2 separate regions of the Sus scrofa genome follow, and region 2 is linked to region 1. A link is a contact called in public Hi-C data. All regions are on one chromosome and are shown on one strand. The core of a region is the stretch at or near the end of the contact, and the rest is flanking DNA. Distances in the headings are between cores, read along the strand shown. Region 1 overlaps WWOX (WW domain-containing oxidoreductase). Region 2 overlaps WWOX (WW domain-containing oxidoreductase).

Region 1 (6,910 bases), core at 1,220-3,719:
AAAACATAGTATGGAAAACATACTCTAATAGAAAACATAGTATGAAAAACATACTCTAATATGCCATTACCAAATAGCTAGCCTACCCTCAGGATGTAACAGAGATTTTGGAATTCAGATGCTGGAATCTAGGGATAACATCTTTCAGGATTTAAAAAAATAAATAAATAAATAAATAAGGAGAGATTTGCACGGAGGGCATGAAGGGTTGCAATGCCGTAGGTGGCAGAAATGAATCCTGGACTCAAAAGAATGCTGACTCTGATATAAGGCTCCTCCGGTGAAAGACGTGGTCTTGGGCATGTACCCTACCGGCCCCAAAGCACACTTCCCGAGGTCCACGAGGTGGCAAGGGCGTCTCAACCACAGGCTGTAGGGAGGATGAAAGGGGATTATCTGCACGAGAAGTTTACTGCAATCCTAAGCCTGCGATAGTCAGTTCCTGCTCTTACTCTCAGCATTCTGACTCGGTCACCCTGAGCAAATGACTTACTCTTCCTGCTCACCATCACCTCGTTTCTGAAATGGAAACAACAGCTATGTTGCAAGGTGGCTGGGAAACAAAATTAGATAATGAAGAAAAGAGCATCTGATCTTACAATTAGCACGTGATAGGTACTAAAAATGCGTAATAACTGTATGGGGAAAAAAATCACTTTGTTTTCCTTGACGCTCATGCCCGTGATATTTCTGACAGCAGAGGAGCAGGGTCTGTCTCACACTGACCAATTCGCTGAGACAGGCTGGGTGTCCTGCGACCCGCTCACTTCCAACACCAACGGGACTCAGAGCAGACCCCTCGGGGGACCGGCTCAGTCCTACGGGGCTGCCCCACTTCACACGGCCATCTCAAAGGCTGGGCCCCCTGGCCCCCCTAGACTTCTGTCTCAGATCCAAGTCGAGGTTCCCAGGACCTCCTCTCGGGTGCTGTCACCTGCTAGAGTGGTTCATGTAACCAGGGCAGCCAGATTCCTCACTCTTGCCATTGATTACAAAGGCTATTGTAATGGGTGCAAATGAAAGGTCTGATCAAAGAGACACACAGCATCAGGTCTAGAAGGATTCTCAGCACAGGAGCCTCTCTGTCCCTGGGCAGTGACGGGTGTCACCCTCCCAGCTCACCAATGTCTTCACCAACCTTTGGTGCAGGGATTTCTCTGAACCCTATGACGCAGGCATTTTTAGGGAGGCCTCACCATGTGGGCCACATGGATTATTAATTCAACGTCCGGCCCCTCCCACTTCTCCAGAAAGTGGAAGGCGAGGCTGAAATGTCCAAGCTTCTTATCATGACTTGGACTTCCGGGTGACCAGGAGCTCACCAGCAGGTGCCTCACTAGGACCAAAGATGCTTCTATCGCCCAGAACATTCCAGGGGTTAGGCGCTTCCTGTCAGACATGCCTGTCACTAAGGAGCTTACAAAAGTCTCAGAAGCTGTGTGTCAGGAACTAGGACCAGGAGACTAAATATTAACAGGAACCAGGGGGGAAGGCAATATAAGTAATTCTTTTTCACGATATTATTTGACTACGAAAAAATTAAGGGAAGAAACCTGGTCTCACCTGTCCACTCAACACATCAGGGAAGTGGGGCTCAGAGAGTCCTATTCTGGCTCAGGCTGCCCAGAGCAACTACTCATAGGTGGGCCTGGACCAAACCTCCGACCTTGACAGGTGCAGCCAGGACAGGAACACAGAAGACGACAGAAATGCCAGACGGTGAACCACAGCACAGAACCCGTGGAATGTGCCCAAGGTGCATGGGCACCGGAAATCTGCCCATCTGAAGGGTCCAGGGGGAGGGCAGGGGAGCCAGGCCTCAGGGAGGGAGCCAGGGCTGGGCTACACAGGAAGAAAGACTGCCGTGTCAGGTGACTCTACAGCCACTTATGTCAAGGAGTCCTGGGGAGCCCACCGTGCTTGGCCAAGAGGAGGAAAGAATGGGGGAAGCTCCCATCGTGGCTCAGTGTGTTTTTAACTCCACTAGTGTCTGTGAGGATGTGGGTTGATCCCTGGCCTCGCTCAGTGGGTTGGCTGCCGTGAGCTTTGGGGTAGGTCACAGACACGGCTCGGATCCGGCATTGCTGTGGCTGTGGCCGTCAGATGCAGCTCTGATTTGACCCCTAGCCTGGGCACTTGCATATGCTACAGGTGCAGCTCTTAAAAAAAAAAAAAAAAAGAACAGGGAAAACAGGGGTGTCCTGGGAGGCCAGGGCCGGTCTGACCTCATACCAGGCCCCCTTTGCCAGCAAAAGACCTGTGCGGGGGTTGCCACGGGTGTTTCCAAGTTTGGAGAGTCAGGCAGGGGCTGATGAGTAAGCCCTATAACTAAGAGGCTGGTCTCCAAAGAGACAGAAGGTTCTCGCCTGGCAGCAATGGCCTCCATTCAGCTCGGGATCCTACCTCGGGGGTGGGGCTGCTGCCAAGGCCTGGTCTCCTCTTGGCCCTAAATAGATCACCATTTGGCCTGAGCTTGCAGAGAACTTTTTATGGGCCACGCCACTTAAGCTGTTCCTGTGGTCAGAAATAGCCCGGGGCTGGTCAGAACCACGACCTTATAAATTTGATGCTATATTTAGTTCTCACGGACACGGCTGAGGAATTTCTTTTTAGGTTCAGGGTTTGAGTGATGGATCCCTACACTGCCTATGAACCAGCCCCAGCAGAATCGTGAAGCGGGCCAGCGGTCATCTCAGCCTTTCTCCACCTGCAGCCCCTGCCCGGGCACCTGGCTTGCTGGGGAAACCAACTCCGCGCTTTGGCGGGAGGAAAACTCTCAAAGGCCAGCGAGTTCTCTCTGATGAGTTCTCCTGCAGTATCGCTGACTCGCACTGGGGGTACCTCGATAAAGGGCGCCCCAGCCATGTCATCGCATCGCCCTTCAGCGCAGGGAGCCCCTCCAGCCTGGCAGAGGGTCCCCTCCCGCCCCATCAAGATCGGTGCCCTCAGAGGGGACCGCTTTTCTGATTCCTCTCCCGTGAAGCGTCTCAGCTGCTTGCTTTTGACCTTCGCGTTAGTGGATTCAGACTCTGCCCCTTTTCAAGTGTCTAGCTTCTTGTTCACTCAGCTCTCAGCCTGGCTCCCAGACTCTACGAGGTCTAGCAAACCAGCCCCTCCGCTCACCTGTCTGGGGCTTATCCTCATGTTTAATGCTTGTGCCGCCAACTCGGCGAGTGGGGATCACCAATTCCGTTGAATTGAGGCGCAAGTGCTCAACGTGAGCAGCTGGAAAATCCAGAGGCTGGACATCAGGATCCTGGGACCGTGGCTTCAAGGGTTTGGACGCCAGTCCTTCCTCTTTCTCTGGGCCCACGTGCTTCTGCCGCTTGACTCCAGGGTTGGGACTTAGCCACAACCCCCCCCCGCCGCCCCCGCCAGCGCCTGACACGCTGTGTGTAGCCAGAAATACCAGCTACGGTGATGCTCCGATGAAGGTGAGGCTGGTGAGGGTGCCAGGCCTCGTGTTACCGGTGGGGAAGCAGAAAGGACCGAGACAGACACAGGCCAGGGCCTCGGGGACCGGGCAGCCTGGTACAAAGTCCCTGCATTGACACCTAAGTAACTCTAACGGGAACCTGTGCTTCTGAAGGGAAGGGATGACCTGCTTCAGGCCACCGGGCACCGGGCCGCTCGGATGACATTCCCGCAAGGGTGTTCTTCTCTTCAGCTGCCGGGGGCTGGGTACCTGCGCAATGTCGCAGCACAGCAGTTACTGAAGGGGCCTCCGATACGCCCCCCGAAAGGAATGCAACACTAACCAGCTTTGCTCTAATAAAGCTCCTCACCTGAGAGGCTCAATTACATCTGCAGTGGACTCTCTGCAGAAAGAGCATTTAAAAGGCAGATTCGCCCTTGACTCCTGACTCTGCATGTCAAAAGCACTTAACTCAGAAACCTGGGGATTACCACCACCGTGGGAGCAGGACCACCCCTGCCTGAGGCTCCGACACCACAGGCACCTGCACTGTCATTCTGTTATCACTGAGTCACCTGCAGCTTGGGAAGATGAGCATGGGACCCTGGTATTTCCAGGTGTCCTCTCAAGGACTGGCTGCCAAGTACACCTTTCCATAAAGCCTACAATCCCTATTCTCTTTTATGACCTGGGATTCTGCTTTAGAAAAAGCAAACACGACCAAACCACAAACTCCTTCTTGGATTCACTGTGATTCTAAATTCCTTCGAAGATGCTAGAGGGGCGTGTCATCTTCCACTAAGGAGGCCAGTGGGTGAAGCAGGTCCAAGTACCTCTCCCAATTACTCATGAAGTGCCGAGATACCCTCTGGTGCCGGTCCCATGTGAGAGAACCAGTGTTCGCTCCAGCCCTGGCTCAGATCCACTCCTCTGGCTAAAGCACGGGTGAAAGTAGCGACCGGCATTCCCAGATCAGGCTATTACCCAATTCACATGCGCACTTTGCATCCAAGATGCTCCAACAAGATGCTCCAAGTCAGAGACTCACAAGAACGAAGACTTCAAAAGCGAAAGCCTCCCTTCTTCTTGGAGCCCTCTGCTCAGTGAGCAAAAGGAGGAAAGTGACCAGAACTATGCAAATCCCTGTTTGTCCCAAAGTTCAATCTGAATAGGTTAAATGTGGGCTCGTGGCACCAAATCTCTGCCTGAGACCGGGGCATGGCACCGACAAAGGCGTTCTTTTCATCACCACATGTCCGCAGAGCTACCGGAGCTCAGACACAGGAGGTTCCTTTTCGATGTCAGCGTCACGTCCTCTCAAAACGAACCTAGCGAGTAATCGCTCATCAGCCCAGAGTCTGCCATCAGGGACAGGATAAGGACCCACGGGGGAGAGCGGCAGGGGGCTACGGTTTGTCTCGACTTTCTCATAGCTAGCTGTGTTTCCTAACAAGCTTGCTGCTCAGCAAGGGTCATCAGGCACCCACTGGAGACGATGCAGCCGTGACGCGTGCACCGGGCTGAGGTCGACTAATCAGCCATCAACAGAGCGCTGACATTTTTGTGACTATGGTCCCTGATCAATGAAGAATGAGAAACACCAGTTCTGCATGCAGTTCTTCCCACAGCCCAGCGGCTCCCAATCTCTCCAGTGTCCTCACACACTGAAAGACAATGCTGGCAGGCCCATCGGGGTCAACGCTTACGACGAACAGGAGGACTTTTGAGAAAACAAATCTCCAAGGGAAGGGAACGGGGATAGTCTCGACTTACAATCCCTGTTTATCAAGAACATGCTTTAAGGCCACATTTTCATCTCTGTTAATGTAATTAACAGTTTCATCTCCAACCACCGGCAACCTCAGATGACAAGTCGTAACATAACCCAACGGCAATCGCTATCAAAGCACAGATCTTACTTTATTTTTACCTTCCCCTGACACACTCTGGCCATGTATTGACCACTTAGGAACATTCTTCTGGCCGTAAATCCAATCAATAATTCACTCGTGCAGAACATATAACTGTACATTTTCTGCTCATACAAACCCGTTGATAATGGGCGCTGATTGCAGAGCAGCAAAGCAAAGGCGTGCAGGCACCCAGCGCGCCTTCTCAGAGGACTAGCCTGAAAATGATCCTCGTCCTGCCTACCAATGAAATATTTAAAACGATGTTTGGATGCCCCGCGTTATACCTGACATATTTGTCGATTTTCCCAGACGCTGGGAGTGATTAGATTTGGGGGTCAGTTACTCTAAGGTCATGCGGAGACCACACATTTTAATTTCAAATGGAGGGTGACAAACCTGATAAGCAAAACTTTATGAAATAAAAGGATATGAAATCAACTTACACTACTAGTTGGTATGGGGAAAACTTTTGTATTAAATCTGTCATGTAAAGGCAGGGAGCCTGGCGGTGCAGGAGATAATTTTCCTGACAAATAACCTTGACAAGTTAAGGCACCTGGAAAACGCACTGTGAGAAACCACCTCAGATCATGGAGAACGTTTATTCTCAATGAGGAGGCGGGCAGGGAGGAAGGAGACTCTGGCTTCGAGGCGTTCGCTGATCAAGACATGCGCTCGGGGGCTCCCAGTGCAGATCGGAATCCTGAAGGTGCACCTGACAAGACTGGCGGCCGGCAGGGCGGTCAGAACATCGAAGGGTTAAACGATAAAGACAATGAAACAGGCTAGACCTGCTTTAAAACTCAATTAAAAGAAAACCAGTCCCTGTTAGTTTTTCCAATCCAGACTTAAGACTCATTCTGTATTATCTATTCATATGAAAAAGGGTACAGCAATTGAATTTTGAATTATGCTAACCCATTTTCTCAGCTACAGAAAACGCTGGCTTCTGGCCCAATGAACACAATAGCCACATGCTCGAGACCCTTAATTATCTAATTAATGTAGTGTCGTTTTAGCAATTAGTTCAAATGATCATATGCAACTTTTCTATTGCTAAGATCAGAACGGTAAATATTTTTAAAAATACTCGCTGTACCATGCCATATCCTGTGCATGAAAGATATACAATTGCAATGAAATGTACAAAATGACCAAGACAGGTTTTAAATTAAAGAGAAAAAAAAAAAAAAAGACCCCAAACCGACTTTAATATGGGCAATGGCTGATTTTCTTATGATTAAATGCATATGGTAAATTCACTGATATCCTACAAACTAGACTTATGACCAGGAATTACCAACGGGGCTGGCAGATATTATCAAAGGAAATGATAAGGCCTATGTTTAGGGTGGTCTTAAAAGAAGAATTCATTCTACCGAAGGCCCTAATAAATGGCCTCGTAAAATGAATAATAATTGGAAAAACTCTTCAGAGAAGACTGCTCTGTCTTCCCGTCCTCTCCCCGCCAAGGACTGAATTTTAACTTCAGACTCTTCCTTGACTCTGCCAATCGGAGAAGCCACAAGCGGCTTTTATAACGTACTAATCCCAGAGCTTTGGGATTCTAAAGCTAATGCTG
Region 2 (6,910 bases), core at 2,836-5,335, 150 kb before region 1:
GTGAGCTTCTCTTCGTAGAAACCATGTCACACTCCTGTACCGTCTGGGCTGCCACAGGGCCCCGCACACGGTGGTGGTGGTGGTGGCGGCAGCGGCGGTGGATCGTGGTCACCTTTCTCTCTGATTGGAGAGCCTATCTGGGTGGGCACCTAATTTCTGGTGTGAAGATTCACTTTCCCATCCAACAAGACGACCTACCAGGAGGCTGTGAAATGAGCATTTCATGAAAGCATAAAATGTGCCTGATAATTAAGATGCTCAGCAATTAGAGTAATGAACTATACTCCAGTCAACCGAGTTAACTCTGCAACCTCAGAAAATTATAAAGAAAAACTATTTGGAGATTAGAAAGCGCTAAAGGACTTTGTTTTTTCTCTTTTTGATTCATCTATCATTTTTCCATTTGCTTACAATTTCACTCTCCTTCAACCGTTTCTCTACCAGGGCCCAGTGGCTGCAGAATTATACTGACCATACCTGTCTGCTTACAAAAAACCCAGATGCAAAAAGCTACAAAATCCTTACGATTACCTAGCAAAACACGTAACGAGACTATACCACAGCTAATGAGAGGACACAAGGGTACTTAAGACCAACCCCCGATGTAAATGACAAGTGTCTACTTCAATTACTGTTTTCTTCTTACCTCAAACTCTAACCAGACTACAAGAAATTAGCACAGAAGAAACTCATGGCACTAGAACATAAAATAAAATGAAGCAAAACGGATGCCACTTTCTCCAAAGGAGGTACACACATGGCCAAAAAGCCCATGGAAAGATGCTCAACACCATGAGTTATTAAAGAAATGCAAATCAGGAGCTCCCGTCGTGGCACAGTGGAAACAAATCTGACTAGGGACCATGAGGTTGCAGGTTCGATCCCTGGCCTTGCTCAGCGGGTTAAGGATCTGGTGTTGCCGTGAGCTGTGGTGTAGGTCGCAGACGTGGCTCGGATCCTGCGTTGCTGTGGCTCTGGCGTAGGCTGGCAGCTACAGCTCTGATTCGACCCCTAGCCTGGGAACCTCCATATGCCGCGGGAGTGGCCCTAGAAAAGGCAAAAAGACCAAAAAAAGAAATGCAAATGAGAATCATGATGAGACATCACTTCACCTCACATCTACTAATAGGCTATTATCAACAACAACAACAGCAGCAGCAGCAGCAAATGTTAGGGAGGATGTGGACAATATGCTGCTGCTGGGAATGTAAAATGGTGCAGCCGCTGTGGAATCCAGTGTGGCAGTTTCTCAAAGGGTTAGAGCTACAAGCACCACATGACCCAGCACCTGACGCCCAGATATGTAAAAAGAAGAACGGAAGTCAGAGATTCTAAGAGGTATTCATTCACTAGTGTCAAGAGCAGCATTATTCAGTTAATAGCCAAAGGGGGAAGTGAGCCAAGCATCCACCAACGGTGAACGGATTAAAAAAATGTGGCATATGTACACAGGGGAATGCTATTCAGCCCTGAAAAGGAAAGCGATTTTGATATATGCTACCATATGGGTAGAACCTGAAAACCTGTTTAGTGACATAAAACACAGGAGGACAGATATGCCTGATTCCACTGACATGAGATACAGGAGTCTAATTCACGAAGCAGAAAGTAGAACAGAGGTACCCAGGGCTGCAAGGAGTGGAGGGGAGAGCGCTTATTGTTTAATGGGTACAGAATGTATATTGAGGATGAGAAAAACAGCTTTAGGTATGGTTAGTGGTTACACAAAATTGCAAATGCAGTTGATATCACTGATTTATATACTTAAAATGGTTAAAATGATAAATATTACACTACATACATTTTAGCACTATTAAAAACAAAATGGGTATCCCCCACACACAAGCACTAAAATCTATGCACTGTGTCATAAGCAATCTTGCCAGGCTCTTATTCTGGGCCCTTTAACTCCTACTTTACAATCAAGGCTAACAAACTCGATTAACTGGATTCCCTGACTCAGAGTCTGGAGACAGCTCCCTCATGAGGCCTCTGCACATTTTAATCAGGACAGCAAATACCTGAAAGGGATGACCAAGAGCAGCATGACTCAAGGTTCCCTGATGCAATGCTTTATGGAATAGCTTGCGAGCCTTTTTAGACCAGCTTGGAAAGAGCAGAGAGCAAGGCACACGGTCTGTCTCATCTCCTGCGCTTGGCACGTGGAGCTAGACCCAGACAGCACCCGTGCCATAAACTGTCAGGAGGCCACATGTGTGTTCACGCGACCTCTGGCCGCAGGTCTCACCCACAATGGACGGGCTTGGGGTGAGGGGTCCCGAAGAGGTGAAAGGTCTGAACATCACCAGCAAAAAAATCCCCACTGGTGACTGGCAAAGATAACCAGTGGGACCAGCAGGAGAGGCTGCGGCGGCTGGTCCAGGTGAGGCCCGGGCCCCACACGGCATCCCTCTGGCAGCAGGTGTGGGCGCAGCAGGAGCATCCAGGGGGCTGACAGGGCCTGGGTGTGGTCCAGGGCAGCACCACTCACGGTGTGGTCCTCAGGACTGGCTGCTCAGCATCACCCAGAAGTCTGTCAGAAATGCAAATTCATGGGCCTCTTCTAAGTCAGAACCTCCCGGGGCCAGAGCCCAGGAATCAATGTTTTAATAACTCCCCAGGTGTTACTCGTGCCTGGCAAGGTGTTCTTAGGGTTGCACTCTTACAGAAACCTGAGCTCGCAGAGCAAGAGTTTTCTGAATGCCTCTGAGAGGCTCTCTTCATTCAGTCCTCCCAGCCTAGTCTAGGCACCTAGGCTCCCACACCTTTGACCGCAGAGGGTTCCCCTCCCAGCCCACCCACTTGGAGCTCCTCGGGACACCTGTGCCCTAAGCTTTTCCAGGGAGACGTGCATCTCCCCGAATGGACTCCCCCCGGGATGAGGTCGTGGCTCCGTCATTCCTTCCCTACACCTTCACATCCTCAGAACCCCGGCAGTCCTTGGTGCTTATCACCCACTAGCAGCCAAGGCAGGTAAATTTCCTCCATGAAATCTCTTCCCCATTCCTTCCAGCTCCAGCATCCCCAGTCCGGGATGGCTTCTCCTACAGAGCTGCCCAATTGTGGCTCTGGTTTCTCTCTGTGTCAGTCCCTCCTTGGTCTGTCACTCTCCTCTGTCGTGAGCCAGGTCTTACCTAGAACCTCCAGTATTGCTAGCTCTTCATAAGCAGATGTCTATACCGGAGAGGCACAACTGAAATATTGGCGTTTGTGAAAGCGATTATTTTTTAAGAACTCTGCTGTCCCCGCAGTCAGCCCAGGACACAGCAATGGCAAGAGATCGGACCTCTGTGCAAAGGTTCGCCAAGTTCCCGCCATCATGCTGGCATCACCTCCCTGAATCCTCACGGGATTGGGAAGAGGTGCTAGTCTTGCACCCATCTTGCAGATGGGGAAACTGAGGCTCAAACGGCCTCAAACAGTTGGTCCAAGGTTATCACAGGTCATGTGGGGGAGCCAGGAATCAAAAGAGGCAGCATGGCTTTTGAACCCACGCAGTTATTCACCAGTTTACAGGGCAGTGCAATACAGGAAAGGGACGAGCGATGCAGGGAATGTCGGCACGAGAGGCGCAAAGAAGGGGACGCGATTTCTGGAGAAGTGGGTGACTGGTCTGAATGGAAGGAGCTCTGACCCTCCCAAGCCACTCCTGGAAGAGGCATCTCCCCAGAACAATAAGCGCCCCCCCCCGCCCCGAAATTCCTGCCACGTGGGGCTGGAGTAGCGGGCATCTAGGGTGAAGCTCTTGGAGGAGTGGGGGCTCACCAGGTTCAAATACGCCCACTGAAAGGCCGAGCTGGCTGGGGTGGGAGGCGCCCCCACCCCCCACGGAAACTACCCGCTGTGGCAGGAACGTGGAGCTATCTGATGACCCCCGGCCACATTGTGAAACAGGCATGGGCCGGAAGACTGAAAGCTACACGGCCCCCCCTAAACTGCTGGGAGCGGGAGAAACATGGTGACTTCTCAGCAGAGCTGACGGACAGATTTGCATCCCAGAGCAGCAGCTGATCCTACTCAGATGGCCACTTCTGGATCCCCCGGAGCACACAGTTCACGTGTCCTGTGCAGCTGGTGCCACTCCAAGCACGATCTGGGCAGAAGCCCAGACATATCCCGGCCCACAACGGACAGAAGGCGGAGGGAGGGAAGGGCCTTTCTGACTCAGCGGAGGGAAAGGCAAGGGACGGGAGTCTCGGGCACTGGGGACTGCACAATCCTGTACAAACTCACCTTGCTGCACAACCACGAGCAAGGAGAGAGACAGCGCCACTGTGCCAACAAACAGGATCTCAATATGTCTTATCTGCAAGTTAGGGAAGTGAGTCAAAATCAGAGGGGTTCAGAGAACAGCCCAAAGAACCGAGACAAAATGCATGAGTACCAAAGTAACAACTTTGTTGAATAAATACTGTATTAAGGTGCCTACTATGTGCAGGGCACTGGGCTAGGTGCTGGGCATACAGTGGTGACCAGGATAGGCTTGGCTTCAAAGGCAACAACTGAGCATTGAAAAACACCTGTCAGAGAAACAGGGATTTAGAAATTTGGAACATAGCCTTACCGTATTCTATGTGAAAAAGGGGAGTTGATGTCTGTGTCCGACTCAATGGCGGATGCCTCTTTGGATTATGAACCGCTTGTGCTCAGAAGCTGTCCCTGGGCCACTGCCTGGTGCCTAGCAGATATTGACTGAGTGCTGGCTAAGCTGAAAACACGTGAATAAATCCTACCATAAACATGTGGGAGTCAAAAAAGAAATCACACAGGTAATGTTTAAATGAGAAATAATACAATATACCAAAATGGGTAGGATGCAGCTAAAGAGGTACTTAGAGGGAAATGTGTAGCTCTGAAGTAACCATATGGATGAGGTTAAATGACCAATGATCTCCTGGTCCTTGACTGTGAGGCCTCCAGATGTGGGAATTGTTTTTGCAAAGTGACCTTCATATCCTCAGGGCGTAGAATGGTGCTCAACACAAAGTCAGGGCTTGGGGCAAAAATCCTTTATGAGAAATGTTGCCTCGTGCTTCCCGGATGTCACACTCAGTTGGGCTTCTGCATTTGGAGAACTATTGTTCACCTGGTCCACGCACATTCCCCTCCACACACACTGGAGAAAACCCTTCCAGGCCTTTTGTTTTTGCTGTTGTTTGTTGCCTACTCAGCTTTCGATAATAGCGGACATTTATTAAGCTGAGTGTCAGTCATTGTGTTGGATCCCTCACAGTATCATTTCATTTGATCTGTACAACAAGCAGGTACTACTATGATTCCTCTAAAACCATAACAGTACTTGCTTTTTGTGCAGATATAGAAACCGATACAGAAACTAACGCCCAGAGAGGTTAAGTAACTTGTCCCACATCACACAGCTGGGAAGTGGTGGAACCAGGACTTGAAACCAGACAACACGAATCCAGAGCTGCTCTTCTCAACCACAGTCAATGACTGCCTCCCACTCGGTTAGGAATAAGCACCAACAGATGGTTCTCCTGGTAAAGTGCCCTCCTCTGTGTTCTCTGAACAGCTGGTGACTACTGTTTTGATTACACAGCCACGCCCACAGGGTTGGTGGTCTGCTGCCCTGTGTTCTGAGTTTCTCATGACAGGGGCTGGGTTACTGTCACTGCAGCCTCCCCAGAGGCTCCAGGCACAGGCGTTGCTCAAGTGCTGTCTTCTCAACACACATGGCGGTGGGGGTAGAAGTGAACGGCTCTTCTGAAACTGCCATGCACACCAACCCGGAGACTCTGCGAAAATGCAGACTCTGACTCAGCAGGACACTGATGCTGGTGGTCCCCGGACCAGGCCTGGAATAGCAAGGGGCGGGGGTGAGGGGGTCGAGTCCAGGGACAGCGCTGCCCTTGGCTCCCAGCTGGAAAAGCCCCTGACTCTGTGATCCTGGGCAAATCAAGGCACTGCTTTTGGCCTCAGTGTCCTGACCTATAAAATGGGAACAACTGAACCGACGTGAGAGGGGGATTCAATCAGATAAATTAAGTTTAAGGCCCAATACAGATCTGACACCAGAGAGGAGTCCTATTTCTTCGATCAGAAATTCTCGACATTTATTTGTCAATTCGCCTTCCTTTTTTTTAAAAGAAGATTTTTATTTTTTCCATTACAGTTGATTTACAGTGTTTGGGCAATTTCCACTGTACAGCAAAGCAACCCAGTCAGACGTTTTATATATATATGAATATATACATATTCATCTTCCTTGTAGGGGTTTTCTGATCTTTTTTAGATTGTTGCCTCCTCTACCACTTACACACTCGCCTTTCTCTCTCTCTCTCTCACACGCACATGGACACATGCACCCAGATATAAAGTGGTGATGACCTCATTGCAAGTCAGTCCACCCTGGGCTGGCTTTATTGCACGAGTTCCCTCCTAACCTGCTGACAGTGATCTTCCTCCTCACACCAAGGGGTTAGGACCTAAACCCAACAAGGAATGGGGGATTTTCAAGATCACCTGCAGTGGCCCGCAAATGAGATTTCCAAAACCCACGGAGGTTTCCGAAACCCATGGGTGTTTCGTGTCAGACTAAACAGGCGTGACCCAGATGTCACAAGGAACCCAGGAGCATCAGCTGTTCCAAACAAAGCAATCTCATCTGGACCAGTGAGAGTCCTGAGGTCAAGAGCCGTGAGCCCAGCACAAATCGCACAGAAACTCCAGGGGAGCTGAATGAAGAGCGGGAGAAACAGACCAGCCCCAGATGGAATCAGTACACATTTCTCCCCAATGACAAGCGGCGTGAGTCCTTGCCTTGGGGTCAGGAGGGCATCAGACAAGTACACAAAACCACACACAAAAAATCTACATGCTGAAGAGTTCTCCTGAAAGCTCACTGCGTCTTTCAAACTTGTGGGGCAACGGGCCAAGAAAATCCAAACAG

What was found. Hi-C and Micro-C count contacts between places; a contact is called where the count stands out from the background.
Region 2: a contact with region 1 is called in a Hi-C map of skeletal muscle, with 5 times the contacts expected there. The contact joins two enhancer-like sites. A contact is called at or near these places in 1 of 5 promoter capture datasets (liver) and 4 of 47 Hi-C or Micro-C datasets (heart right ventricle, psoas muscle and skeletal muscle).

What each region holds. Positions count from the first base shown.
Region 1 is chr6:9,453,137-9,460,046 of Sscrofa11.1, forward strand. The region is part of intron 8 of WWOX (WW domain-containing oxidoreductase); the gene reads right to left. Among named protein-coding and RNA genes, the nearest start is that of WWOX, 410 kb to the right of the region's middle. Within about 2 kb of position 2,470, at least 3 of the 83 cell types and tissues checked have an H3K27ac peak or open chromatin away from gene starts, as enhancers often do. A contact at or near this core is called in skeletal muscle, where this site is marked.
Region 2 is chr6:9,305,181-9,312,090 of Sscrofa11.1, forward strand. The region is part of intron 8 of WWOX (WW domain-containing oxidoreductase); the gene reads right to left. Among named protein-coding and RNA genes, the nearest start is that of WWOX, 560 kb to the right of the region's middle. Within about 2 kb of position 4,086, at least 17 of the 83 cell types and tissues checked have an H3K27ac peak or open chromatin away from gene starts, as enhancers often do. A contact at or near this core is called in skeletal muscle, where this site is marked.